Linked DNA regions of Mus musculus: all the other regions are linked to region 1. The links are chromatin contacts, called in public HiChIP or PLAC-seq, capture Hi-C and promoter capture Hi-C maps. All regions are on one chromosome and are shown on one strand. The core of a region is the stretch at or near the end of the contact, and the rest is flanking DNA. Distances in the headings are between cores, read along the strand shown. Region 1 holds the start of Rbm6 (RNA binding motif protein 6). Region 2 holds the start of Celsr3 (cadherin, EGF LAG seven-pass G-type receptor 3). Region 3 holds the start of Ip6k2 (inositol hexaphosphate kinase 2). Region 4 holds the start of Prkar2a (protein kinase, cAMP dependent regulatory, type II alpha). Region 5 holds the start of Arih2 (ariadne RBR E3 ubiquitin protein ligase 2). Region 6 holds the start of P4htm (prolyl 4-hydroxylase, transmembrane (endoplasmic reticulum)). Region 7 holds the start of Impdh2 (inosine monophosphate dehydrogenase 2).

What was found. Promoter capture Hi-C pulls out the DNA fragments that hold promoters and counts their contacts. HiChIP or PLAC-seq counts read pairs in DNA pulled down with a chosen protein or histone mark. Capture Hi-C pulls out chosen DNA fragments and counts their contacts.
Region 2: a contact with region 1 is called in a capture Hi-C map of macrophages, with 5 times the contacts expected there. The contact joins the promoter of Celsr3 here to the promoter of Rbm6 in region 1. A contact is called at or near these places in 2 of 39 promoter capture datasets (both in liver) and 3 of 9 other capture datasets (adipose tissue, liver and macrophages).
Region 3: a promoter capture Hi-C map of erythroid cells shows a contact between it and region 1, with 10 times the contacts expected there. The contact joins the promoter of Ip6k2 here to the promoter of Rbm6 in region 1. A contact is called at or near these places in 2 of 39 promoter capture datasets (erythroid cells and liver).
Region 4: a contact with region 1 is called in a promoter capture Hi-C map of liver, with 2.3 times the contacts expected there. The contact joins the promoter of Prkar2a here to the promoter of Rbm6 in region 1. A contact is called at or near these places in 2 of 39 promoter capture datasets (both in liver), 1 of 115 datasets of contacts at active chromatin or transcription factors (microglia) and 1 of 9 other capture datasets (liver).
Region 5: a contact with region 1 is called in a promoter capture Hi-C map of liver, with 2.9 times the contacts expected there. The contact joins the promoter of Arih2 here to the promoter of Rbm6 in region 1. A contact is called at or near these places in 1 of 39 promoter capture datasets (pre-B cells), 2 of 115 datasets of contacts at active chromatin or transcription factors (bone marrow-derived macrophages and pancreatic cancer cells) and 2 of 9 other capture datasets (adipose tissue and liver).
Region 6: a contact with region 1 is called in a promoter capture Hi-C map of liver, with 6 times the contacts expected there. The contact joins the promoter of P4htm here to the promoter of Rbm6 in region 1. A contact is called at or near these places in 2 of 39 promoter capture datasets (cranial neural crest and liver) and 1 of 9 other capture datasets (liver).
Region 7: an H3K27ac HiChIP or PLAC-seq map of microglia shows a contact between it and region 1, with 7 times the contacts expected there. The contact joins the promoter of Impdh2 here to the promoter of Rbm6 in region 1. A contact is called at or near these places in 9 of 39 promoter capture datasets (the C10 cell line, cranial neural crest, erythroid cells and 5 more), 1 of 484 Hi-C or Micro-C datasets (CD4 T cells), 6 of 115 datasets of contacts at active chromatin or transcription factors (astrocytes, bone marrow-derived dendritic cells, effector CD8 T cells and 3 more) and 3 of 9 other capture datasets (adipose tissue, liver and macrophages).

What each region holds. Positions count from the first base shown.
Region 1 is chr9:107,870,919-107,874,455 of GRCm38.p6, reverse strand. It overlaps Rbm6 (RNA binding motif protein 6), which reads left to right and starts at 1,637. Exons shown (of 21, transcript NM_011251.3): 1 at 1,637-1,807.
Region 2 is chr9:108,824,252-108,827,788 of GRCm38.p6, reverse strand. It overlaps Celsr3 (cadherin, EGF LAG seven-pass G-type receptor 3), which reads right to left and starts at 1,744. Exons shown (of 36, transcript NM_001359572.1): 1 at 1-1,744. The coding sequence starts at 1,469. Gm35025 (a long non-coding RNA gene) reads left to right here and starts at 1,669. Exons shown (of 2, transcript XR_871161.3): 1 at 1,669-3,307; 2 at 3,424-3,537.
Region 3 is chr9:108,782,264-108,785,800 of GRCm38.p6, reverse strand. Ip6k2 (inositol hexaphosphate kinase 2) reads right to left here and starts at 1,989. Exons shown (of 6, transcript NM_001379600.1): 1 at 1,931-1,989.
Region 4 is chr9:108,690,462-108,693,998 of GRCm38.p6, reverse strand. Prkar2a (protein kinase, cAMP dependent regulatory, type II alpha) reads right to left here and starts at 1,856. Exons shown (of 11, transcript NM_008924.3): 1 at 1,287-1,856. The coding sequence starts at 1,542.
Region 5 is chr9:108,647,586-108,651,122 of GRCm38.p6, reverse strand. Arih2 (ariadne RBR E3 ubiquitin protein ligase 2) reads left to right here and starts at 1,715. Exons shown (of 16, transcript NM_011790.5): 1 at 1,715-1,894.
Region 6 is chr9:108,596,063-108,599,599 of GRCm38.p6, reverse strand. P4htm (prolyl 4-hydroxylase, transmembrane (endoplasmic reticulum)) reads left to right here and starts at 1,988. Exons shown (of 9, transcript NM_028944.4): 1 at 1,988-2,392; 2 at 2,620-2,701. The coding sequence starts at 2,036.
Region 7 is chr9:108,558,589-108,562,125 of GRCm38.p6, reverse strand. It overlaps Impdh2 (inosine monophosphate dehydrogenase 2), which reads right to left and starts at 1,690. Exons shown (of 14, transcript NM_011830.5): 1 at 1,495-1,690; 2 at 1,044-1,092; 3 at 428-529; 4 at 269-343. The coding sequence starts at 1,592. It overlaps Qrich1 (glutamine-rich 1), which reads right to left. Exons shown (of 10, transcript NM_175143.5): 10 at 1,959-2,880. The coding sequence ends at 2,688.

The DNA.
Region 1 (3,537 bases), core at 388-2,887:
TATTCCTACTGGATAGCCCATTAAGCCCCATTTAAAGCATTCCACTGCTTTCCAAATCTAAAGTCCCCAAACCCACATTCTTCCAAACAAAATCATGGTCAGGTCTGTCACTGCAATACCCCAGTCTCTGGTACCAACTTCTGTCTTAGGTTTTTACTGTTGTGAACAGACACCATGACCAAAGCAAGTCTTAGAAATTACAACATTTAATTGGGGCTGGTTTACAGGTTTAGAGGTTCAGTTCATTATCCTCAAGGCAGGAACATGGCATCCAGGAAGACATGACTTAGGAGGAGCTGAGAGTTCTACATCTTTACCTGAAAGCTGCTAGCAGAATACTGACTTCCAGGCAGCTAGGATAAGAATCTTATTGCCTACACCCACAGTGACACACCTACTCCAACAGGGTCACAACTTCTAATAGTGCCACTCCCTGAGCTGAGCATATGCAAACCATCACACAGGGGTTCCTTTTTGTAGCCCAGACTGTACTAGAACTCACTCTGTAGAACAGGCTTGCCTTGAACTCAAAGGTACATCTGTTTCTGCCTCTGGAGTGGAGGGATTAAAGTATTGCACCATCACTTCCTGTCTCCATGCCCAGCTTTTTCCAGTGGGCATTTATGGCAGCAGCATTTATTGATATTTTATTTGTCACATATGTACAGTCCCCTCAGAGGCTAGAAAAGAGCATTGGATCTCTTTGAACTGAAGGAACAGAGGATTGTGAACCGCCACGTAGTTTTTGGGAATTGAACCTCTGGAGAGCAACCAGTGTTTTTAACTGATGAACTGTTTCTCCAAGTGTCTTTCTTTGACCTTGAAGAATCGAATTAGGCTACAATATCATATATCGCCAGGGCATACACACAAGGCACCAGGTGGCTGGGATAAGCAAACCCCTCACAATATAGACAATCTACCTGAGAACTTGGGAGTCAGGTAGATCATTAGCTGGAAGATTCTGGAAGAGGTTGCGTATCAACAGTTACTTTGCTTTCTTTCCGTTAGAATTACGATGTGCAGTTTTTGTGGCGAGTCACGCGTGTCTACATTTATTGCCTAGAGCTAGCGGGACCTGTAGAAACAAGTTTTATTATTTTTTTTTAATGGGTTGAGCTACTGAACCTTTTTACACGGATGATTTCCGCCTGGAGTGTTTGACCAGAAGTCTGTCGGAAGGTAAAAAAGGACGAGTCTTTGGGTCCTAATACTTCAACTCAAGCAGTACTTTTGCATTTATTCTCTGGACTTAGGTAGAAGGGGTCTTATTTATGTAGCCGAAAAGCCAGCAGCCCTTTGCCGTAACGGAATAAGACCGGAAAGATCTCCTCCCATTTTCTGCACCCGAACTGACAATCTCTCTCTTTCCCAAGGGGCAAGGCAGGACCGTCCCCCAGCACCTGGCAGGGTGTGTCACTAGGCTGTCTAAGCCACCCGGACCCCTTGCACACTTGCGAGGAAAACACCAGAGAAGCAGTGACAGCACTGAAGCCAAACCATAACTCCCGGCAGGCCCTGCGGAGAAGCGTGCCTTCTAATTGGGCAGTGGCTAACAGCGTGCCTTTCCATTGGGCAGCAGCTCCACCAGCCGTCAAAGCCGCTGCGCGCAGGGCACGGCGGGAGAGGAGGCCGCGGGATTTGCGGCCGTACTTCATCTCCCGGCGGGCCCAGCGCTGAAGGCGGTGGCGCGACGCCTTTGTGGAAGCCGGAGCCCACCGGGAGGAAGTTCCGGTCTCCGGGACGCTGGGTCCGTGGCGGCCTCTGAGGAGGAGGAGAAGCGGGCCGCGGCGGCTACGCTGCTTTGGTAAGGGCCCAGGCTAGGAGAGAGGGCGTGCCCGAGCTTCTGGGACGGGGTCAGCGGGCCTGGCGGCTCTGGAAATCGCGGGCCCGCGCGGCCTAGCAGCCGTGGCTTCGAAGACACGGGGCGGCCGCGGCCTCGCTCGCTTGCGAAAACAGTCGTGTGTCGCGGGAGGCGCCGCTCGCGGCAGGAACGCCCCGGAACGGTCGCGGGCCCGGGGCGGGGCCCGAGGCGGCTGTAGAATTACCGGTCCCAGCGCGGAGCGGCCAGCTGTGGGGCGAGGGACCCGCGCGTGGCAGCGGTTCTGGCGCTCAGCTCTGTGGTGCTGCAGGAGAGATTTCTTTCTCTTTCCCCTTGTGTTTGTGATCTTGTCCTGAGAGACATCACTAGATACGGAACTCTTGTGCCCTGCAAGTAACCTTGGCCGCCCACCCAGACACCCAACCAGGAAGGTGCGAGAGTTCAGAACCTGGCCCACGGGCCCGTAGAACCGGGAGGTGGGCGAGGGTGACTGGTGGGTTCTGTACCGGTTGGGCGAATGTAGGAGGAGAGTGATGTTCCCACATATTCGTGCTTTAGATTCCTTTTGGCGTTGTTAATAATGTGCTTTTCTTTTAACTTTATAATTGACGTTGAGCTAATGAATTCAAGTGTGGGGTTGCGTTTCTTAATTAAAAACAAAAGGCCTTATTTGTAGAGCACATATACTTGAGGTAGTTTGTATATTTTCTCCTCCCCCTCACCCCCACCCTAGGCATTCTTATTAATTTCAGACTAATTGGATATAAGTTAAGGAGTAGGTTTTTTTTTTTTTCTTTTTTATCCGCTTGATCACCCAGGTCATTTTCTGAACTCTGGATTGTGCCTTAGGATTGTTAGTTTTCAACTTCCTGTTGACTAAATATGTCACAGTTAACATTACTAAGCTTGTGAGAATCAAAGGGGAAAGTGTCAACAGCTAATGACAATGTGGAAAGTAACTTAGCACTAAAATACTAACTTGAGGAAACATAGTGGTTGAATCTACTGCCAGGCTTAGTGGAGTTTAATCCTGAAGTTTAGGAGGATGAGGCAGGAGGATGTCAGGTTTGAAGCGCCCTAAGCTGCATTGAGACCCTAAAAACTTTGAGTCTGAATTTTATTTAGCTCCTTAACTAGTAGTACACTTATATAAATGCTTATCTGCTTATAAAATCTATAGGATTATCTATAGTGTATGTGGTCTATAAGGCAGGTTAGGTAGGACTCAGTTCTCAACCAGCAGAACACCCTTGCTGCTCATTGAATCCAGGGCGCAAGTTATCTACCACTAGGACCAGCCTTCTTTACAGAATTTTCTTATCAGGCTTGAGTTTATTCTTACCTGCAGGTTTTTGTGGCTCTTCACAAGAATTTCTGGTGTGAGAATTATTATTGTCGTCTCCACCTTCCACCCCCCTCACCCCCCACAACATAGGGTCTTTCATAGCCAGGCTGGATTTGAATTAAACTTGCCTTAAAAAAAACTCCTAATCTTTCCACTTGAACTTTCTAGGCACTACAATTGGCAGCTGTTATTCCTAGCTAGGGGAAGGTTATTAAATATATATACTCTAGGCTAAAATCCTTTGCTACTATACTATATACTCCGCTCAAAATGTACTCTTGAAACAGAAATTTGCCACCATGCATAGATGTATAAAATGATGTTAATGACTTGGTTCAGAATCAGAGTTAAGTAGATAATAAAACTATTG
Region 2 (3,537 bases), core at 495-2,994, 950 kb before region 1:
CCACTGGTGCTGATAAGACCCGAACGTGGATCAATCTCGAAAGCAGCGGCGGCTGCGGTGCGCACAGCTGGCGATCCCACGAAGCGGTAGCGCAGGTTGGCGTTAGGTGGCGCGTCGCCGTCGGTGGCACGCAACTGCAGGATGGGGTAACCTTCTTCCACATTCTCACGAAGTGTTTCCCGATACTGGGCTTGCTCAAACACTGGCGCGTGATCGTTGCGGTCAGCTACTGTCACCGCCACCATGGTGGTAGCTGAGAGGCGCGGTGAGCCGTGGTCCTGTGCTGTTACTCGAAGGTAGTGGCGTTCCATACTCTCACGATCCAGAGCGGCAGCCGTGCGGATGAGGCCACTCTGAGGATCAATACTGAAAAGCTCCAGCGAGCGGCTGTTCATGAGCGCCGCCAGCGAGTAGATGAGGCGCCCGGCCTCGCCTGGGTCCGGGTCTTGTGCCACCACGCGCAGTACTGATGTGCCCGCTGCCTCATTTTCAGGTACCAGTGTCTGGTAGTTGTATTGAGGAAACTGCGGGTGGCGGTTTGCAGCACGACGAGGACGAGCCTGGTTAGTTGAGAGTATTTGCTTGGCTTCAGGACCAGTCGGAAACCCGGGAGGGCGCGGCCCAGGGCGCTCAAAGAGGAAACGGCGGCGGAAGAGACCGCGGGAGCGCATGCGCCCGGGAGCTGTCCGAGACTCGCGAGGTGCTGAACCCGGCGTAGGAGCTGTCCTCACAGCACGTGGTGCTGAATCCTCCCCCAGGCCAGATCCTAAAGAGCCGGGGAGGCAGTCCCGCCGAAAGGGTCCCCTGTCCACTGTGGAAGTCGCGGATCTCTCACCCTGACCCTTGTGTCCTGGCTCCCACAGCTTCCCGCAGCAGCGAGAGGTTTCCACTCTTTTGCGGATGCTTCTCCTAGCATTACGCTGGAAGGCCACTGGCCTGGAGCCATCAGGCTGAGCCAGAAGTTCTGAAGGGTGAGGAGAGCTGTTCCTCAGATCAGAATCCCCTGGGGACAGAGCATCGAGTGGCAGGCTACCTCTTCGTAAAGGCCCTGTCCGCCCACAAGAGGAGATCTCTGGGTGCCAACATAACAGATACCCTGGACCCTGACCTGCCTCTTGCTCGCGACTACCCAATGCCTGGACCACCACCTCCGCGTTTGGTTGCTCAGGGGCCCCTCGACCATTCCGGGCGTTTTGCCTACCTACTCGGAGCCTCATGAAGACAGGCTCCCTGACCCCCAGGCCAGGATCTCCATCTTCCCAGACGCCGGGAGATTCGGGACAAAGAGCTACGGCTCCACTGCCGATTTGCGCTCTTGGCCCAGTAGTAGTAGCAACCCCTGGGTCCCAGTCCTGGTCCCCACCGCCCCCCAGCTCCTCCCGGCTAAAAGGGAACAAAGAGAGGAGAAGGAGCAGTAGTACCGGGGTCGACGGTCCCGGGAGACCCCACCATAGAGGCCGCCTCGCCATCACCCCCGCCTCCCGTCACGGCCTCCGCCGCCCCCCGCCCGGGTCCGGGCCTTGGGCCCGCCCCGCTGCTCTGGCCCCCTCCTGGGCCCCTGCCGCCGCCCCGGCCCTCCGCCCCTCTGCCCGTCGCTCCGCGCCGCCACTGCTCTCTGGGCACCATCTACTCCGCGGCCAGAGCCCCTTTGGCATACGGCCCCGGCTTTTGCCGCCCCCACCACAGCATCCCCGACGCCGCTGCCGCCTCCCGACGCTCCAACATGGCTCCCGGCCGCTCCGATGGTTTGCTCCACCTCCGCCCCGATGCCCCAAACCTGGTGGTACAGCCCGTCGCGCATGGCAGTTCTGGCGACTGAAGCCGTTACCGCCATCTTTATTGAGAACAGAAGTGCTGCCCACGGTGCTGAACGGAGCTGGGAGTTTCTCCGCTACTCTGCCACCGCCCTCCCTCTCATCCTAGTGCGCTATTCCAGCGTGGCTTCCTAGTCTTTCTTCAGACCGAGAATCTCGTCTCCCTTTAGAGCGCTAGTTCCGAGCCCTAACACCCATTTTGGTTTGAAAATGTGCTGTCATCGGTCTGGGAAGGGTTACCATATAGAATCCTGGGACTGTGAAAATAATGGCCAGACACCGGCCTGGTTCAAACAATAGCGTTAACTGTTTATTAACAAGTTTAACTTATGAGAAACATGTCGCAAAAATCTCCTTGTTTGCTCCTACAGAACAGGATCTGAAAACGACCCTTCTGAGACAGGAAGAGAAGCCAACTCTTCTCCGCCACGAGAGTCACTAGCGGTCTCCCAGACTTGGGAGAGACACCACGTCTCTCTAGGCTATGGTTCTTTCCAGTGTTCTGAGATGCCACGTGGAACCCAGGGTTGTACAACTGTGGACCCAGCTTCCTCAGATCTCCGCCCCCTCGCCTGCGACAACTGCATCCTTTAACCCCTTGAAGAACCCGACAGAAGCTCAGTTCTCCCTAGTCCTGGTCCAGTCTAGCTTTCCGTCCAACTCCTGGCACGCGCGCATCTCAACCAACCAATAGCTAGATGTGGCGCAACAGACGTCACAGAATCCTAGAGAAAGGCGGCGCATTCCAATTAGAGTGTCATTGTTTCTATTGGCACAATGGGAGACCCCGCCCCTCTCGGAGGACTCCATTGTATGCGGGAGGTAGGAGGGCCTCGCGGGTTCCACGCTAGCCAGCAGAAATAATCCAAAAGACGCGCTATATTGATCAGCCTCCAAACTTGGCATCGGTGATGAGCTGCAACGCAAGGTGCAGGGGACTCATTCATTCTGACACCGAGACAGGAGTCAGGCCTAGGACCCCAGAACATTGCCCTGGGTGCGGTTCCCCCGGCTGAGTGGTTACTACTTCAAACAGTCCAAGAACTCCTGGCCAAGACCTCTGGCCCGCCCCCAAATGGTAGCTATGACATCACCAGCAACCAATCAACGCATTCTCTCGCTCCTGGGTTTCTTTGCTTCGGGGAGGTTTGGCTCACTCGGGTTGCACTGGACGAGGCTGCTGTGATCTGACCCATGGGTATCAGCTGTAGTGTTTGGGGTCGTTAAGTCTTAAGACTCAAGTCAGAGTTCCGTGACAGATACACCATTTGTGCGTGTAGGTGGACTATGTACAGCGGCACTAAAGAAAGTACTCCGTAGGATTGTAGTTCCTGACTAGAGAAGAGAGGAGCGGGACCTGGTTTTGAAGCGCCCGCCGCTCTGTGGGTCCACAGACTAGCTAGTGGAAAGCGCAAATCTCAGGTTGAACAAGGAGGAAACCAGCTGGAATCACAGAGGAGACCCCTGAATGACCTTAGGGATCTGGACTTCCGGTACGAGTTGCCTGAGCAGCACTTTTAGGATGCCATCCCGGCTCTTGCCGCGTGGGCAGATGTGTTAAGTAAGGCACCTTGGCTGAGGGAAATCGTTCCGTTTTCCCCTCATGCAGGGCTGGTGACTGGCCTCCACCTTTGACGTCTCCGTGGCGTCTACTAGAGACGACATTCGAGGCGGCTGCGGGCGTGAGACTGTCTCCCACTTTTCCCCCGTTTGTGGCTGCTGT
Region 3 (3,537 bases), core at 740-3,239, 910 kb before region 1:
GGCACAAAGAGGCAGGGGCAGGCAAATCTATGAGCTCAAGGCCAGCCTGATCTATACATAATGAGTTCCAGGCCAACCAGAGACCCTGTCTCAAACAAGCAAGCAAGCAAACAAACCAACCTCTTCTCTTAACAGGGAAAACCAGGCCCCAGTGCATTCTCTTTATGAGCCAACAATGGAAATTTTTCACCTCAACAAGCTGGCCTCAGGAAGGCTCAAACTCATCCTTGTTGCCTAGATACCAGTGACATCTCTGGGGCTTACAAAAAGGCCCTGCCATCCTCTGCAAGGGCCCTGCCATTCATCAGTCAGCAATGACTCCTGGCACATTCTAATGTTCAGATACTTGGTTGTAAAGACCAAAATCTGTCTCCTAGGAAACTCTAAAGCGTCAAAGAAATACGATAAACTGGTTTCAACAACAGTAACAGGTCTAGTCCTGCTACTGACACACTTGAATTCTACTCTTAAAAGAAAACTAGAATACAGGTAAACCAGTCTGAGTTACACTCAATAGTTTAACCAACTTGATCTCCAAAAAGATTTAGTAGGCAGTCAGATGGCCTGTTCACACCAAACATAAGTACTCATTTTGTATTTCTATCTGTGGATAGCTGCTAAAATTAAAACAAAACCCTACAATTACACTCTCCACGGCAACAACTTGGTAAATAAGCATCTCCCATCTCTTAAAATGTTATCCCAGGGAAAGTGCAAATACAGCAAACATTTTAAATACTGAAAATCAACAACAATGCTGTCAACAAGGAAGGTCCTTTAAATTTTTCAAAATGTTTGTCTGCATCATATTTGCTGTTTCAAAACTGCCAGGGCTTCTTTCTTTTGGATCTTTTTATTTTCATAAATATTTATTAGTTGACAATTCCAAACATGTATACAATGTATTTTGACCATATCCATCCCCCTGGTCCCTTCTTATCCCCCTCCCACTGCCTCTGGATCCCTTCAGTACTTTTTCTTACAAATATTCGAAATTATTTTGTTCTTGCTCTATGTACATTTCTGCTAACAAAATGTTTATTTACATGCGATGACTAGCTCTATTTCCTTTCGCGTGTAAGAAGAGCCCTAGATTTCACCAGTTCCTACATTTTTCCCCATTTTCCCGCTAGTACAGCTTTCTTGATATTTGATAGAAATTAAAATCCTAAAAACGAATCAAGTCATTAGGAAGGATGCAGAAGATAGATGCAGTCTTGTTATCAAATATGAATAAAATCCCACTCGTGGTAGGAGCATCAGCATAAGAAGAAGAAAAAAGAAGACACCTTCTGATCCATTTTAAGATCTTAAAGGAGAAGAAGGGGAAAAAAAAAAAACCAATAAGGTTGGATGCGCAGATCACCCTCTCCCCCGCCTTTCCGGGATCAAAGAGGAGCTGACTGGCACAACTGACGTTCAACACCCAAAATGGCTGCACATCTGCAGGCCCAGGTAACAACAGTACCTGAGGATCCGGGCTGACCCTTCCATCCAAAGATAAAGACCCCATCCTCAAAGACCAGGGAGATCGTGGCCGGGGGACCTCTGTGAGACCAGAGATCCTGTCCTCCACCGGAAGACCCAGGGAGACCGCTTCAAAACCGGAGAAAGACACTGTCGTCGTCCCCCGCCCCCTCCCCTCCCCCGGTTCCGGGAGACCCTCCAATGCCGGGGGGAAGATTCTGCCCCGTCTCGGTGGGCAACGCTACTCTCCCCAGTAACTGCAAGGTACAATGGCCCCCCGTAAATAGGGAAGGGATGACTACACAAAAAAAGGGGGAGACCGCTTCTCAATGACAGCCATAGGACCCCCTTCACAAACCCAAGCCTCCCAGGGATCCCGGAGCCCGGCCGCTACCAGCACCGAAAACCTCTTCCCCTGAGCCCCGGGGTGACAGGGCCACGGGCCGGGCGGGGCGGGCGTTACCTGCGGCCACAGCCCAGTCCCGCGACGCTTCCGTCCTATTGTTTCTCTTCCACCAAAATGGCTGCGGCCGCGCTCAGCCCCGCCCCCCAACCTCGCTCCCAGGGCCCCTCGCTATTGGCTCGCACCCGAAGCCGCGCAAGCGGACTGGGCGGCCTGGAAGACTGTTGCTAGGGCGCCGGGATTCGCTTGGGGCGGCTTCCTGAATGGGCAAGGGGCGGGAAGAGGCGGGGCGTTGTCCTGAGTGAGGAGGGTGGCCAGTCTGTTCTGGAGTTGAAGTAACTGATGGGCTGTGTGCCAAATGGATCGATTGCAGGATGCCTAGGGTAAGGGTGGATGGACAGACAGTCCTGGTTTGCCCCGCACTGGGGAGTTTCCTAGGATACAGGAATGTCAAGGCCAGTATTCATTCTGTGATAAACTGCAAAGCTGGTCAACCTAGCAGATGGATGGACAGAACTACATGTCGCTAAGATGGATAAAGGGATAGCAGCAGGGAACAGAGAGAATGACTACAGACGATAGACAAATACATGGCTCTATAGGAGGCCAGTAAGACGGCTCAACAGGTCAAGCCGTTGCTCTGTTTCTCTCTGGCTCTTTGTCTCTGTCTCTCTCTCACTCACAAACACACACTCACACCACACACACTATAATAATTTTTAAAAAATGTTTAGACAGGTGAACAGATGAGTGGACAGACAGACAAGATAAAAGCCAATAGAAGTCTGATCAGAGGGATGTATAGGGTCCTCGGTAAATTGATAGGTCTGGAGCATAGAGCTCATCCAAGACTCCTTTGTCTGGAGCCTGTGTCATTCAGAAGGTCTCCTGCATGAGTGAACGAGTGTCAGCGCAGCCAGGAAAGGCAAGGAGCACGATGGGAACCATGGGCATGGGATGACCTCCTTCTTGGCTATTGGCCTTTCTGTAAAGGATGCCAGAGTTGTAACCCTGCATCCTGGGCATTAGCAAAGATGTAGCTCATAGGTTTTTAAAACTGAAGTATTTATTAAGCACCTACACTCTGCAGTGAGTGCAGTAAACAGATTTTTTTAATCCCTGCTTTCTAAAGGTGGACAAGAGAAACTCCTATTACCAACAGGTTCCTCTTGGAATCGCCTTCCCTTGAGGCCTTCATGGCTCTGTGTTCAGTTCTGTCTAGTTTTTCTTTTTCACATTTTTTCCTCTCTGTCTATACCCACTTACCCCGGGTCGTGGTTTTGTTTTTAAAATATTAACTAATTGAGTCCAGATCCCTCTCTGTAGCCCAGGCTGGCCTCAAAATTAAGGCAATTCTTCAGCATCAACCTTCCTCTTACTGGGATTACAGGCATGAACCGAGAGGCCCAGGTTTCAGGTTTAAATGCCAACTTCATGTTAATCGACCCCAAAAGTGTTTGCCCAGTTCAGGCTCTTCCTGGTTCAGTGTTCAGCTGTTGATAGACAGCCTGCCCTCTGGCTGTGTGTGTTCCTTGACTGTTTCCGTATGGCTGTTGTCGTATTGTTTGTTTTGCATTCATCTGTTGTGCCAGGAGCTTGTGCTGTCTCAGGAACACACCACTTTTTGACATGACCGTGATTTGAGTACCTAAACCCCTACAAGTCTC
Region 4 (3,537 bases), core at 607-3,106, 820 kb before region 1:
GCACCTACATGGTGGCTTTCAACCATCTGTATCCTCTTTTGGCCTGAGAGCTGCCTAATATAGTATGCATATACATGAGGCAGATAGACAAACACATAAAGAAAAATAAATCTGCCGGTGTTGGGCATAGATTGCCCATTTTTAATCCCAGCACTACTCAGGAGGCAGAGGCAGGCAGATCTCATGAGGTCAAAGCCAATTTGGTCTACATCATCCAAGGCTACACAGTGAGACTTTGTCTCAAAAAAAAGGGGGGGGGGATTAATTAAAATTAAAACAATTAAAGCAGGCTAACTCTATTATGTTAATAAAGCATAAGTGGAAGCAACCGAGGAAATAAAATTGCTCTTTGACAGTCTTACTTAAATCAAATGAGTAGAATGTTACTTGTATACTTCCCTGCAATCAACACTGGAATCGAGGTATTGATTATGCTCGCCAGTTTGATTCAATTGTTTTAACCATATCGAAACTTGGAGGAGGAGGAGGAGGAAGAGAAGGAGGAACGCATAATTAACTGGACACGAATAAAATGGCATAACTGAAATTTCCTTTACATACTTGAGCAAAGGGAGAGAGGAAATATATATATAGGTAAAACAATAGTGAAAATATTGATAACTGTTGAATGTGAGCGGCAGGCAGTATTGGGGGAGGAGGTTCAGCTACTGAATGTGAGTGACAGCATTTAGGGAGGGGCTCAGCTCATCGTTCCTCTTATGTGTATGCTTATAAGGTTTTCATTGAGGCAGAGGTAGATAGTTGACCCCAAGTTCGAGGTCAGCTTGAACTACCTACTGAGTTCCTGCTTAATCAAGGCGATCGGCCTCGTCTCCAACAGTTTTCAGCAATAACTCTTCCAAAACGGAATTCTTTGCAAATGAAATGATCATCCGGTTTATTCGGGGCGAGCTGCCGGGTGCTGGTGCTCTTGTCTTCGGAAAGCAAGCAGGCTATGGGGTCTAAGGCAAAGAGGCAGAGCAGCTTCTGGCGGGACCGACTCAAGCTCCGCGCCACCACGCGGACCAAAGAACGCGCACGCTTCATTCAAGGCAGAATCTGACAAATCACTCTCCGTGAACGCTCGGGCTCAGAGAACCGCGGAGCTCAATTTGGAATGCTCACACGCCGGGGAACCCAAGCAGCTGGGCTGGAGAGCTCTCGGGTCTCGGCCCAGGGTAAGGCCGGGAGCCGAGCCCAGGGCACCCCTGGTCGGCCCTCGGGTCCCTCCCTGAACCCTTCACTCGGTGCCCACATCGCACCTCGGCCTTGCCCCGCCCGCCTACCTTCCAGATCGGCATCTTCCGAGTCCGAGTCACTCTCCCCGTCCTCCTCGATGACGGGGACTGCGCTGGACTCCTGCGTGTGAAAGGTCGTCGGGGAGACGATGAACGTGTCTGATTCCTGGCGGCGGGCCTCGCGCAGGCGTGTGAAGTACTCCACCGCGAAGTCGACGAGGTCGGGCGGCTGCTGCCGAAGCACCTCCACGGTGTAGCCCTGCAGCAGCTCCGTGAGCCCCGCGGGGATCTGGATGTGGCTCATGCCTGCGACGTCCGAGGGGCCCGGCGGGTCCGGGCGGCCGGCGGCTGCAACCTGCGCGCTCCCTCACGCCGGCCTGTCACTCCGCGCCCGCGGTCTCCCGCGCGGCCCGTCTCGGCCTTCCTCGCGTCGCGCCTTATTCTGGCCGGGTCTGAGTTTGTTGTGCGGGCCGCGCGACCCTTCCGCTAGCAAGCCAGCCTGGCGCCGCTGCTGTTGTCACCCGGCCGCAGCCGCCGCCGCTGCCGCCGCCGCGCCGCCGCCGCCGCGGGGACCGCCGGGCAGGCAAGCTGGACGGGCGCGGCAGGCGCCCGGGTTGTGACGCACGCGGCCGCGGGCGTGCGCGTCCCCGGCCAGGAGCTGGCCCAGAGTGCGCGTGCGCCGCTGAGCCTCCCGCTCTCGGAGCAGCCCATGGTCAAGGTGCGGGAGGCCCCGGAGATGAGGAAAGAGTGGCCCGGCTGCGAGGCGGGCTGGTTAGTGCGTCTCGCCTGGTCACAAAAACCTTTCACTCATGCTTTCGGAGCATGCTGCGAGCCTCTTAAAGGAGTGCCAGGGTCACTGAAGTGACACAGGACCACCTCACCTTGACCCCTGCTCTAGTGGAGGGCCAGAGGGCTTACTCTAGGGAACGACATTAATGCTAAGCCTAAAGTACTGAGCAGGTTTGCCCAGAGAACGATCTGGAGGAAAGTCCTGTACAACAGGAACAAAGACCTAGTCAAGTCAGAAGAACCACCTTGACTGACAGGTAGAACGATGCGTGCCTGACTGCCTGAGGTCCTAAGGAGTCTAATATGACGTCGTGAGATGTCAAAGGGGGAAGGCTTTGTAGGAAGTAAAAGTTTCAGTGAGATAGTCACTTGTGAGCCTCAAGCAGAGAAATAACCCTGAAAGAGCTCGCTCAGCCGATTGTGGGCAGTAAGAAAGCAGAATAATGCCAGGAGCTGGACAGACCTCGGGGCTTGTTCCTCCTTTTGGACACTTCCATCTTGGTCTTCAGGCCTAGACTTAGAGTCCTCCTTCCTCCCCACTCAACCCTGGGCCACACTACTTGGTGAAGTTGAGCAGACCACAGACCGTGTTGTCTTTTGCCTTTGGGAAGAGGGCAGAGGTGAACTAGAGAGGCACCTGCTGTTCCTCAACTTGTTTCCTCCTGTCACCAAACTTGAACAAAAGAAGTTACAGACCTTTCTGGAATATCCAGCCTAGGTGCTGGCCAAAGAGCCAGCGAGAATACTGTTCTCCCTCTCCCTGCCGGAACCAGCCAGCAACTCGTGAGCTTGGGAACCTGAAGGGTATTGGGATTGTTAAGCACCACCTGGTAATTAACCAGTATTAATTAAGATCTCCACTAGCACCGCCCATAAAGGCCTGGCACAAACCCAAAACCTCAGGCTGCTGGGAACTGAGCTGTGTATGGTGACAGGGGAACACCTTACTGAGGTACTCAATGTAGGGGCCAGTCCAGGCTGTAAGCTAGGTAGACCTGAGACTACAAACAGCTATGTGTCCCTGAATGTATGTTGAGTGGCGGCGAAGCAGTATCCAGCATGCTGGCTGGAGGCACTGACAGCATACTTGTGAAGACTGAATGAATGAATGAATGAATGAAGAAGGAACAAATGATACATTTCAGCAACAAAAGAAGCAGAAACTGCTCTCCTGACTTCAGTCTCATAATATGTATCATTTCTTTCAAAGCTGCTACATAATTCAAGTCTAGCCTGGGTTACATGAAACTATCTCAAATCAAAAACAAAAAAGCAAAGCAACACAGTGGAGATGGGTCTTCTCTTGAGCAGACTGGCTCTTTTTGGGGGGGTATGGGAGGAGGGGAGAGGTTGTTGGTTTGGTTTTTCAAAACAGGATTTCTCTGTGTAGTCCTGGCTGTTCTGGAACTCACTTTTTAGAGCAGGTTGACCTTGAACTCAGAGATCTGTCTCCTGAGTGCTGGGATTAGATGTGCACCACCACGGCCCAGTCTAGCCAACTCTTAAAAGT
Region 5 (3,537 bases), core at 466-2,965, 780 kb before region 1:
GTGCTGGGATTAAAGGCGTGTGTCACCACTGCCCAGCTACTTTTTTTGTTGTTGTTAAAGATAATTACTGATCATGTACCTCTGGCTGCCTTGTTGGGCAGCCTGGCACTTAGTATGTAGACCAGGTTGGCCTGGAACTTACTTTCTTTTTTTTTTTTTTTTTTTTTCTCTGTGCAGTCCTGGCTGTCCTGGAACTCATTCTGTAGACCAGGCTGGCCTTGAACTCAGAAATCCACCTGCCTCTGCCTCCCGAGGCCTGGAACTTTCAATGATTCCCCTAGCCTTTGCACCCCAAGTGCTATTCTTGTTCTAGCGACTTTCAACATTTGATTACCCCTGATTTTGATTCATGACCCAAATTTGTAGATATTTTAAGTAGATTGTGTGGCTGCACACATGTGAGTTTGTAAGTTTTAGGTCTGTACAGAGCTTCAGGTTATCCAGGGATATATAGTGAGAACTTTTCTCAAAAAAGAAAAAAAAATTTTTTTTTTAATTTTCTGTTTACAAGTATGTGTGTGCCGGAAGAGGTTCAAAGAGGGCTTCGGATCCCCTGGACATTATCAATAGTGGGCAAGGACCTCAGGTTTCTGGAGAGAACAGCAAGAGCTCTTAATGGCCCAGCCAACTCCCAAGTCTCTTCAGTTATATTTTTTCCAAGAATTACATAAAAGAGGCTATTACACGGTCTTTTTTCTTTCTGCCTCACTTTTCCGGGTGTCTTGAATACCAATACATACACTCCAGAAAAGGTAGAACTAGGTTATCTACAGATTTGCACGAACATTGATTTACCTCACAGTGCCTCTGGCTTCACTCCAGTAATTAACATCTCGATGGAGTTGCTACTTGAGCGAGCCTCCTATCAGTCCACAACAAGGCTTGGTGACCAGAACTTGGTGACTGGAGTCCTAATGCAGTCTATATCGTGGGTAGAAGTTGTGCAGCGAAACACTTACGATGTATGAATCTCTGGGTCTGGTAATCTAGCAAGGCAAACCAGCCTTGGCTATATAGTGAGTTGCTTCTAAATATAACCACACCAAACAAAAAATACCCGTCGTGAAGGTGAGTGGAAGTCGGAGAAGTGGGTGGCTAGGGGGATAGTGTCATGAGAAACTAAAGTCTGATTGCTCATGGGCCAGAACTTCCTCCTAACGTACGTAGAAATTCCGAGTATGGCTCATGTCAAACCATAGTTGCCCGGAAACTATGATCTTTTTAACCTACTCCAGTGTTGCCAGAATGTCTTCTCACGCTGTTCGTCAGAGTATAAACAGTGAAGTGGGTAGACGTCTGGTCAGGGGAAAAAAAAAAAAAAAAAGCTAAAAATACCTCATCTAAGGGTCTGATGGCTCAGTGGGTAAAAAGCGCTTACTGCCACGCCTGACAAGTGTTTGATCCTCGAAACCCACATGGTGGAAGGAGAAAAACTGCTCCCGGAAAATTGTCCTCTGACCTCTTCTGCACGCGAGCCGTGCGACACACACAAAATACACGCAAGAAAACCTAAAACTAACTATCGAATAAAGACACTGGTAGGCTATAACGCAGGAAACAAATTCCTACATCATTCCTTCAAAAGCGAACGCTCAGTAGTTCCTCCCAGGGGCTCTCGCTAGAGGATGGTGAGGAAGCGATTCCAACCGACTACGCAGTCGTCAGAAGCCTGGGAGCCTCCAGGGCGACCGCAGGTCGACCCCTACCGGAAGTGACGCGCGGCGCAGAACACTTCCGGAGCTGCGGGGGACGGCTCTGCCGGAGGAAGCTGCGCGGGCCTGAGCCGCGTCCGCCGGCTGCCTCCGCTGCCGCTACGCCTCCGTCAGCCTGGTTTGGTCTGGCTTGACCTGGTCCGGCCGGCCTGGGCTCTGCGGCCGCGAGGTCGCGGCTCCCGGTAAGTGCGCGGCGGGAGTCGAGGCCTTGTTTACTCTTGACTGGCCGCCGGGAGGGGGGGGATCCCCGCGCGTTTCGCCGGCGCGGTCCGGGCTCCGCCTTCGCCGCCGCTTGCGAGGCCGGGCCGTCCCAGGTCCCGACGTTCCCCGCCGACTGATAGGCACTCCCGGAGGCGACAGCCCGCGCCGGCGGGTGCCTGGCGTCTCTCCTGGGTTCCTCTTCCTCGTTGGCTCTTTAGCTCCCCGAGAGGTCGGAGGCCAGGGCCTCTGGCCCGCGAGGCTCGGGTGCGCTCGGGCCTGCCCTTCTGGGCGCTCCAGGCGAACGCACCGCCTCGGAGGCTCCCCGTTTCTCTGGTGGTTGGGAGCTTTGGCAGCGCCAGCCGCACTGTTTGTTAACGCCCGTCCTGGGAAAGGGCCTCCCCGCGCGTGGGTTCCGTGTCCGCGCGAAGACCGGGGCGCCTCGCAGAGACGTGCGACCGGTCACGCCCGACGCCACTGGTCTAGCCTCAAGAGAGGCGGTGGTGTTCTCGGACGAGCTCGCCTTAGTTCTTCTGTTTGTTACTCTGTCTCGTAGAACTTTCTGTCGGCGACGAACACGTTCTAGACCTTTGCTGTTCAGTATGGTAGCCATTAAGCCACACACGGCTTTCGTGTTGACATGTATGTAGTTAGTATATCTGAGAAACTACATTTGACTTTTTAAAAGTAAACTAACTTTCAATAACTCCATGTAATCGGCGGCTACCTGCCATTATTAGGACAGATGCGGTGTCGAGTTGGTTGTTTTTAGACAGTGTCTACATAGTCATGGCTGTCAAGGAACTCACTGTGTAGACTGGGCCGAACTCGAACTCACCTGCTTCTGCCTCTCAAGTGCTGGCATTGAAGGCTTGCACTACCACGCCCGGGATGCTGCTGAGTTTTTAAACAAGTTGCTGATTCATATTTTTCAGCCAAGAAGTTTTCTTCGAAATGTAGTTAATAAATGACTACTGAGGGCCAAGTGTTACAACTGGAGTTAAACATCTGTGCGACTAGCCAATTTTTTTGTGTTCCTGTCAACTTCAAACTAAAAGGTCTTTATCCTTTTGTATGTGGCCATGTCTTGGAAACCAGCTCAAAATGAGTGGCAGGTTTTTTTGAAGATGACTTTAACTCTTGGAAAAAGTACTAATTTTGTACCATTTCTCTCTGAGATAGTCATATTTAACATCTTGAATACTTTGACATTAAGAAAATAACACATTGGCCCTTTGAACAAAGTCAGGATTCAGTTTTCTTGCGTGCTTTATTTTGAGACAGTGTCTCCCACTTTTTTTTTTTTTTTTTTTGAGACAGGGTTTCTCTGTATAGCCCTGGCTGTCCTGGAACTCACTCTGTAGACCAGGCTGGCCTCAAACTCAGAAATTCACCTGCCTCTGCCTCCCAAGTGCTGGGATTAAAGGCGTGCGCCACCACGCCCAGCCAGTGTCTCCCACTTTTGATCCTCCTGCTGACACTCCTAAGTTGGGGATCCCAGAATGTGCCACTAAGCTCAGCAAGGCCAGCCTTCCTTCAGGAATCTCTTAACAGAGCCTAATGGTGTCACTCACCTTTAGTCTGGCCATTTAGGAAGCTGTGCTCTTGTGAGTTTGAGGACAGACAT
Region 6 (3,537 bases), core at 739-3,238, 720 kb before region 1:
GCTTATTGCTACCTATTTCCTTCTGACCCAGAAAACTCCAGTACCTATCATCTTCTGGGTTAGGAAGATTAACAAAGTACTCAAGGATAACTAGATTAGCTAATAAACTTCTGGCATTTAGTGACCCTGAAGAAGCCTGCCATTGTAGAATGTTGGAAGTGAGCTGTCGATATAGCACTTTACTGCATTGGGAGAGGGGGGAACATAGGTCAGCCTAAGAGCAGCGTTCAAAAGAAAATGCCTTGGGCTGGTGAGATGGCTCAGTGGGTAAGAGCACCTGACTGCTCTTCTGAAGGTCGGGAGTTCAAATCCCAGCAACCACATGGTGGCTCACAACCATCTGAAACAAGACTCCCTCTTCTGGAGTGTCTGAAGACAGCTACAGAAGAAAGAAAGGAAGAAAAGAAAGAAAGAAGAGAAAGAAAGCAAGCATGAATTTACTGGGAATCAGATATAAAATTAATAATACATTGTGAAAAATTACTGTTTTAAAAAAAAATGCCTTGGCCGCTGCTTTATAATCTGAGTTTTATTTTCTTCAGAGGTGTCCTGATTAGGGGAAAGCCTTCCACCCTCCCTCTTCCCATCCAGGAGCTAAGGCAAGCGTCACAAACAGCACCTGCTTCATTTTGAGGGACACTGGGTGGAGCCCAACCTGGGCACCCTGGGCAGCCTCTCACCAAAGTCTGACTTGCAGGATTCCCTCAGTGGTCCAGTCTGACTGCCGAAGGACCTTCAAGAATATCTTGAATATCTTGGTGCATACCTAGTAACTCCAGCATTTTAAAATATATATATTCAGACACTCCAGAAGAGGGTATCAGATCTCATTACTGATGGTTGTGAGCCACCATGTGGTTGCTGGGATTTGAACTCAGGACCTTCGGAAGAGCAATCAGTACTCTTAACCACTGAGCCATCTCTCCAGCCCTAACTTCAGCATCTGAGAGGTGGAGGCAGGAGAATAAATTTATCCTCTGCTCCTTTCAAGTTTGATGAGCAAGCCTGAACTATATGAGACCCTGTCTGGGTTGGTTTTTGTTTTGGGGTGTTTTTTTTGTTTTTTTGTTTTTGGTTTTTTTTTTGGTTTGGTTTGGTTTTTTGTTTGTGTGTATTGTTTAAAAACAATTTAATAATAAGCCGGGTGTAGTGGTGCATGCCTTTAATCCCAGCACTCGGGAGGCAAGAGGCAGGGGGATTTCTGAGTTTGAGGCCAGCCTGGTCTACAAAGTGAGTTCCAGGACAGCCAGGGCTACATAGGGAAACCTTGTCTCGAAAAAACAAAACAAAACAAAACAAACAAACAAACAAAAAACAACAAGAAAAAAATTTTAATAAAAGCAAAAACGGAAGCTGGAGAGAGGCTCTTTAGCTAAGATCCATCTTGGAGAACACACCGGTTCTAGTCCCAGCACCAACATAGAGACTTAAAAACGTCTGTAAGTCTCTCCAGCTCCAACGCCCCTTCTGTCCTCATATACAGACATGCATGGAGTGCACATACCCATAAACAAACCACCCCATAGACATAAAATGTTTTAGTTAAATAAATCGAACTCGTGGGAACTGCTCTATAATCTCATCATCCAGTGTGCAGTCATTGGCCTCAGCATCCCACTATGTCGTATGTCCCATTTCTATCACTCTCTGACTCCCTTCTCCCAAGAGTGAGAAAATGCCCACTACACTTTCTGGGGCCGGGGGGGGGGGGGGGGGGCGTCTTCTCCCGGGAACCAAGAAACTACTAGTTGCAATGGTGTCTGTCCTAACGGTGCTCCGCTGATGTGCCTCCATGTTTGTGGATGGCCTTCTGCACTGGAGTATATACAGCTCCATAAACGACCAGCCGGGTGTGAGCGAGGTCCCAGGATCTCAGTATGGACCGATGGGTGCGGCTCCGTGTAGGCACAGCATCCCGGAGCACCGTCTCCTAGTGACCGCCGGGCGCGCTGACTCTGCCGTCCGGGTCCCAGCGACTGCGCAACGCGAGCACCCCCGCGGCCCCTCCCCTGGGCGCGCGCGCGACCTGGGCGCCATGGCGGCAGCGGTGGCGACCGTGCAGCGGCCTGAGGCTGAGACAGTCGAGGAGGCCTCAAATCTTCAGTGGCCGCTACCACCGGAGCATCGCCCTTCCGGGGCAGCGACCAGACCAGGCGATAGTGAAGACGCCCCGGTGCGGCCACTGTGCAAGCCGCGGGGCATCTGTTCCCGTGCCTACTTCTTGGTGCTGATGGTGTTCGTGCACCTGTACTTGGGCAACGTGCTGGCCCTGCTGCTCTTCGTGCACTACAGCAACGGAGACGAGAGCACAGACCCCGGACCCCAGCGCCGCGAGCAGAGCCCCCAGCCAGTGCCAACCTTGGGTCCCCTCACCCGGCTGGAGGGCATCAAGGTAAGAACATCCCCTCCTCTCCCGCCCCGAGCGGAGCTTCAAGCACTGCCAAGCCGAGCCAGAAGGAACCGTGGCTCAGCTCTGGGCCACCACGGTGCCCCACGCATCACTGTGTGCGGGTCACGCGCGCGCCTACTTACTTTGCTACTGTCGCTCCCTGACACGGGACTTTTTCTTGAGCAGTGCGGCCTGGCACACCAGCTGCCTGCTGTGTATTTTTCCTTTAGGTGGGATATGAGCGGAAAGTCCAGGTGGTCGCGGGCAGGGATCACTTCATCCGAACCCTCAGCCTCAAGCCGCTGCTTTTTGGTAAGTCTGCAGGACACTTCTGGGAAGGGCCGGGGAGGCTGCAGTGTCCACCCCAAGGCTTCTTTTGACCGTGTGTTTACTATTTTGAACATGGCTGCTTCGTAGATGCGCTCTCTGAATCCAGTTTACTAAAATAGAGCTTCCTTTTCCGTAACCGGACAGAGAGGTTCGTTTTCCACACTTCCCTCAGCGGACCCTTCCATCATAGGCTGGGCAGCACGACCCTGAGACAAATGTTCCAACTGTTTATTGAAGTTATCTTTGGGCAGTCTGTGCTACGAATCTATCACCTTCCAGATCAGGGCAGGGTGAGAGACTGATAACCAGGTGCCAGCTGACCCGGGGGCCTCTGGGGAGATCACATTCCCAAAGCTAATCCTGTGGTCTGATGAGAATCAGGCCGTCCATATTGGAATGAACTGACAACCCTCAAAGCCAGCGGCCCCCCCCCCCCCAGAGGGGCACCATTCAAAGGCCCAACTTCTTGCTTCCAGTATTCAAGATTCTTAGGACTCCTGTCTTTCACCCTTCATGGGCAGAGCCTATTAGGGTGACCCATTTTAGCCACATCACACACAGCTCCTGTTTTCTGAGTTCTTAGTAGATGATAGGCTTCAAACACCTAACCATGGTGTTGTGGAGACCCCCCCAAGTCCTCCAAAGACTATCAATGTCAACATGGGGAGGGCACTATGTCCACAGACCTTGCCTGGGTTAAATTTCTGCAACCCTAGCTGGGCAGTGGTGGCACCTGCCTTTAATCCCAGCACTTCGGAGGCAGAGGCGAGTAGATCTCTGAGTTCATGGCCAGCCTGATCTACAGAGCAAGTTTCAGG
Region 7 (3,537 bases), core at 441-2,940, 690 kb before region 1:
CAGGCCCCTGTTCTAAAGGATGAGGTCCATGCCTAAGTGTCCTGTATAGCAGAGCCACGGAAACAAATGAAATGAAATGCTCAAACATGGACATAGGGGGTCTGGAAGCACCGTGCGTGCTCTAGCTAAGAAATGGGGTCTTGGGTCTTCCTCCTCAGTAGCTGAAGCTCACAGCAGGAGAAAGGACGCTTAGCAAAACAAACCCTCCACTTCCACCCCACGCCTCTAATTCCCAGCAACTCTTGGCCATGATGCTTGGCCTTCTAACCTTCACTTTCCGAACTTCATTGGCCTGGAATTCAGGTGTGCAGTTGTGGTGGATGAAACCAATACCTCCTGTAAGCTACAAGACGAACACACAAGTAAGTGATAAAACAGAAACACAATCTTTGGCTATAAGATGGCACCCATGGCGCTCAAGCCTTACCGCCATCGCGATGGCCATTCCAGCCTCTGTGACAGTGTCCATGGGTGAGGAAACCAATGGGGTCTTTAGTGTAATCTTCTTAGTTAGAGCAGACGTCAAGTCCTGAGGAGAAAAAGGACCAGCAAAGGAAAATACAGCTTATTCCTCAGGGTCCATCCCAGGAGCCCTGGGTGAGCTGCCATGTTCACCACAAAGCCTAGCCTGGTGCAGTAAGCTCACAGTAACGAACAGCAGCATCTTACCCCTCCTAGATATTTACCAATCCAGTTCCTAGAGTGGGTACAGGGGCACATGCCTACTGTAATAACAGTACCCACTCAGAAACAAGACTGAGCGTTGACACTAATAATTAGGGTCAACAAAACCACTTCTGGAACAGCCAAAGTAATGTAGGCAGGCTGTCTCAAAAACAAAATAGAGCCAGGCAGAAGTAGCGCACGCCTTTAATCCCAGCACTTGGGAGGCAGAGGCAGGCGGATTTCTGAGTTCAAGGCCAGCCTGGTCTACAGAGTGAGTTCCAGGACAGCCAGGGCTATACAGAGAAACCCTGTCTCAGAAAAAAAAAAAAAAAAAAAAGGAACCCCCCAAACCAAAAATCCAGTGCCTTATTACTCACCACCTGATCTGCAGTGAAGTCGATATACCCAGGAAGAATGAGAAAATCACTGTAGGAGGGAAATAAGCAGGTCTCTCAGGCTTGTGACACCAAGAAACTTCAACTCCATATATCATCCCATAAAACTCTTGAGCAGGGAGTTGTACCAGCAAGTGTGACACAGGCAAAATGTCACTGGGTGGATGCCACCGAGGTGTCATTAGTGCACGCTAACATATTCCACATATCCAGAGAACTGTGTCTCACGACTCAAGTATTAAATACTATTGAAATCACCCTCTAAACCCCTGCCCCTGCTTCACATATGTCGAAGTTAGTCTTCGGCGATAAGGAATTCCCGGATTCTGTTCCCCATCCGCTCCCACCAGTTTCAATGAAGCCCTCCCTCATCCGGCCTTCTCGCCAGCGTGCGGCCCCTCGCCTCGCCCCGATGGGTGCCCTAGACCCGCACTTGTAGGTGAGGCCGTCCCCGCAGTTGAAGAGCTGCTGCGCTGTGAGCCCGTCGTCCGGCACGTAAGAGGTGCCTCCGCTAATCAGGTAGTCCGCCATGACCACGGAGGAAGACAGACGCGTGGCTCCGAGAACCGCGCCGCTCCGAGGACCGCGCCGCAGAGGCCTCTGCCGTCCGGACCGCGCCAATATAAACTAGATTATTCCGTCACACGTTGCGTGCGTCGATGACGCCAGGCGTAGGGCGTGCGTACTGAGGGCCACGCCCCGTATAGAGGCGGAGCTGGCAGAGCTGGGTAACCACGTGCTTATCGAGCTCACAGGCCCAAGGCCAAAGGCCTGTTTCCTGTCCCACCCCTCCCCGCATCCCACCACAGCAGGATCCAGGCCCATTCAATTAAGTTTTGTTTCCACTCCCCCGCCCCCGCAGAGCTCCTCCCCCAAATAAAGACACGTTCTCCAGTAGCTTGTTGAAAAGACGTGCTTGTCATTCTTAATAAACAACTAGAATAAGAATACATAAGAGAAAGAGTGGTATCTTTATATGATACACAAGTGTATGTTACAAGAATTCCATCAGGCACAGGAGCCTCATTTTTAAGGCCTCAATGTTAGGCCAAAAAAAAAAAAAAGCGCATGGTAAAGTTTTTACTTTAACTTTTATGTCACTTGTCATAAAGAAGGGTGTAATAGAAATTGTCTGGATAAAAATCATAATTGAAGTTCCCCTTATTCTTCTTCCATCAAGATGTTAAGTTTATGTCTGAGCATTACAAAAAAAAAAAACAAAAAACAAAAAACAAATGTGGCTCTGAGTGGTCAGTAAAGTTTGCCGATTCCGAGTGACAGGCTGATGCATCAGCAGCTCCATCTTCCCTGAGGAAGGGAAGGGTCTGTATCTCTCCATACAGTCCAAGTTCCTTTCCCCACGCCCCAGACAAAAGAAAAAAAGAGAAAAGAAAAAGCCAACCACTTCCTAGGACACCAGGTTCTCAGAAAACCCAGATCCCTATGAACCAGGGGTCTGCCCATTTTATGAAGATGCAAAGAGGGCAATATCGTCTTTTACATTTTGAACAGAAGTAGCCTGAAAAGCATCATAACTACAAATTAAAAAAAAATGTGGAGGCCTCTCCTTTAGTGTGAAAGTCTGTCTGGTTTTTCCTGGATCTTTTTTCCTATAGCTGAGGCACCTCAGTGCATGGTGGTTGCATTGGCCACGGCAATGGCTTCTTGGATTTCTCGTATAACCAGGATCCGGGTCAGCATCTGTCCCATCTGTTCTCTGCTGATAGGCTGGACTGAGTACCAGATTGGGCTGTTGGGAGCTACAACTGGCTCAGGTGTCAGGTAAAAGGTGTCATTTCGGCCTTTCACACTCTGAGGGCTGAAGAAGAATTTCAGTAAGTAATAGCATAATTCTAACCCTTCCTGTTTGAGCCTCCCAAACAATTTCAGGTTGAACTACTTAAATCTATCTATATCCCATTGGCAGCAGATAAGCATCTAGAAGACCTAGCTCCAGCTGTTTACCCACATTGTTTTTAACTCAGCAGCAAAGGCCAATAACCACCTTCTCTGGGCTCAGTACCTCTTCAGTACTCAGTACCTCTTCAGTACTCAGCGTGCTCCAACAGTCTCACAGCCATTCCCTCATCCACTCAAAATTTAAGGAACATGTGTCAGCTTTATATTAGGTACAGATGTTAATTAAGTGGGCAGGGTTCCTGACATGTTATAAAAATATGTAAGAACTGATACTAGGTAAGAGCGACAGAGGAAATAGCTGAGGACAAAGGTAGGCGATCTAAATATGCTTTATTGGAGCTGCTAGTAATGTCCAGAAAAGGGAAAACTCTTGGATGTAAAGTATGGTTATGGGCTTTTCAAGCAGCAGACATGAAATAGCAATGCAAGTGCATTGGGAAATTGTTCATCACTTATAGAAGAGTGACGAACTCACTGAAGGTTTTATTCTAATGAAAGTACAAAGACCCATAGCCACAAAAGCTGTTCTGACATTGATAGGAAGAGGATGTACCAA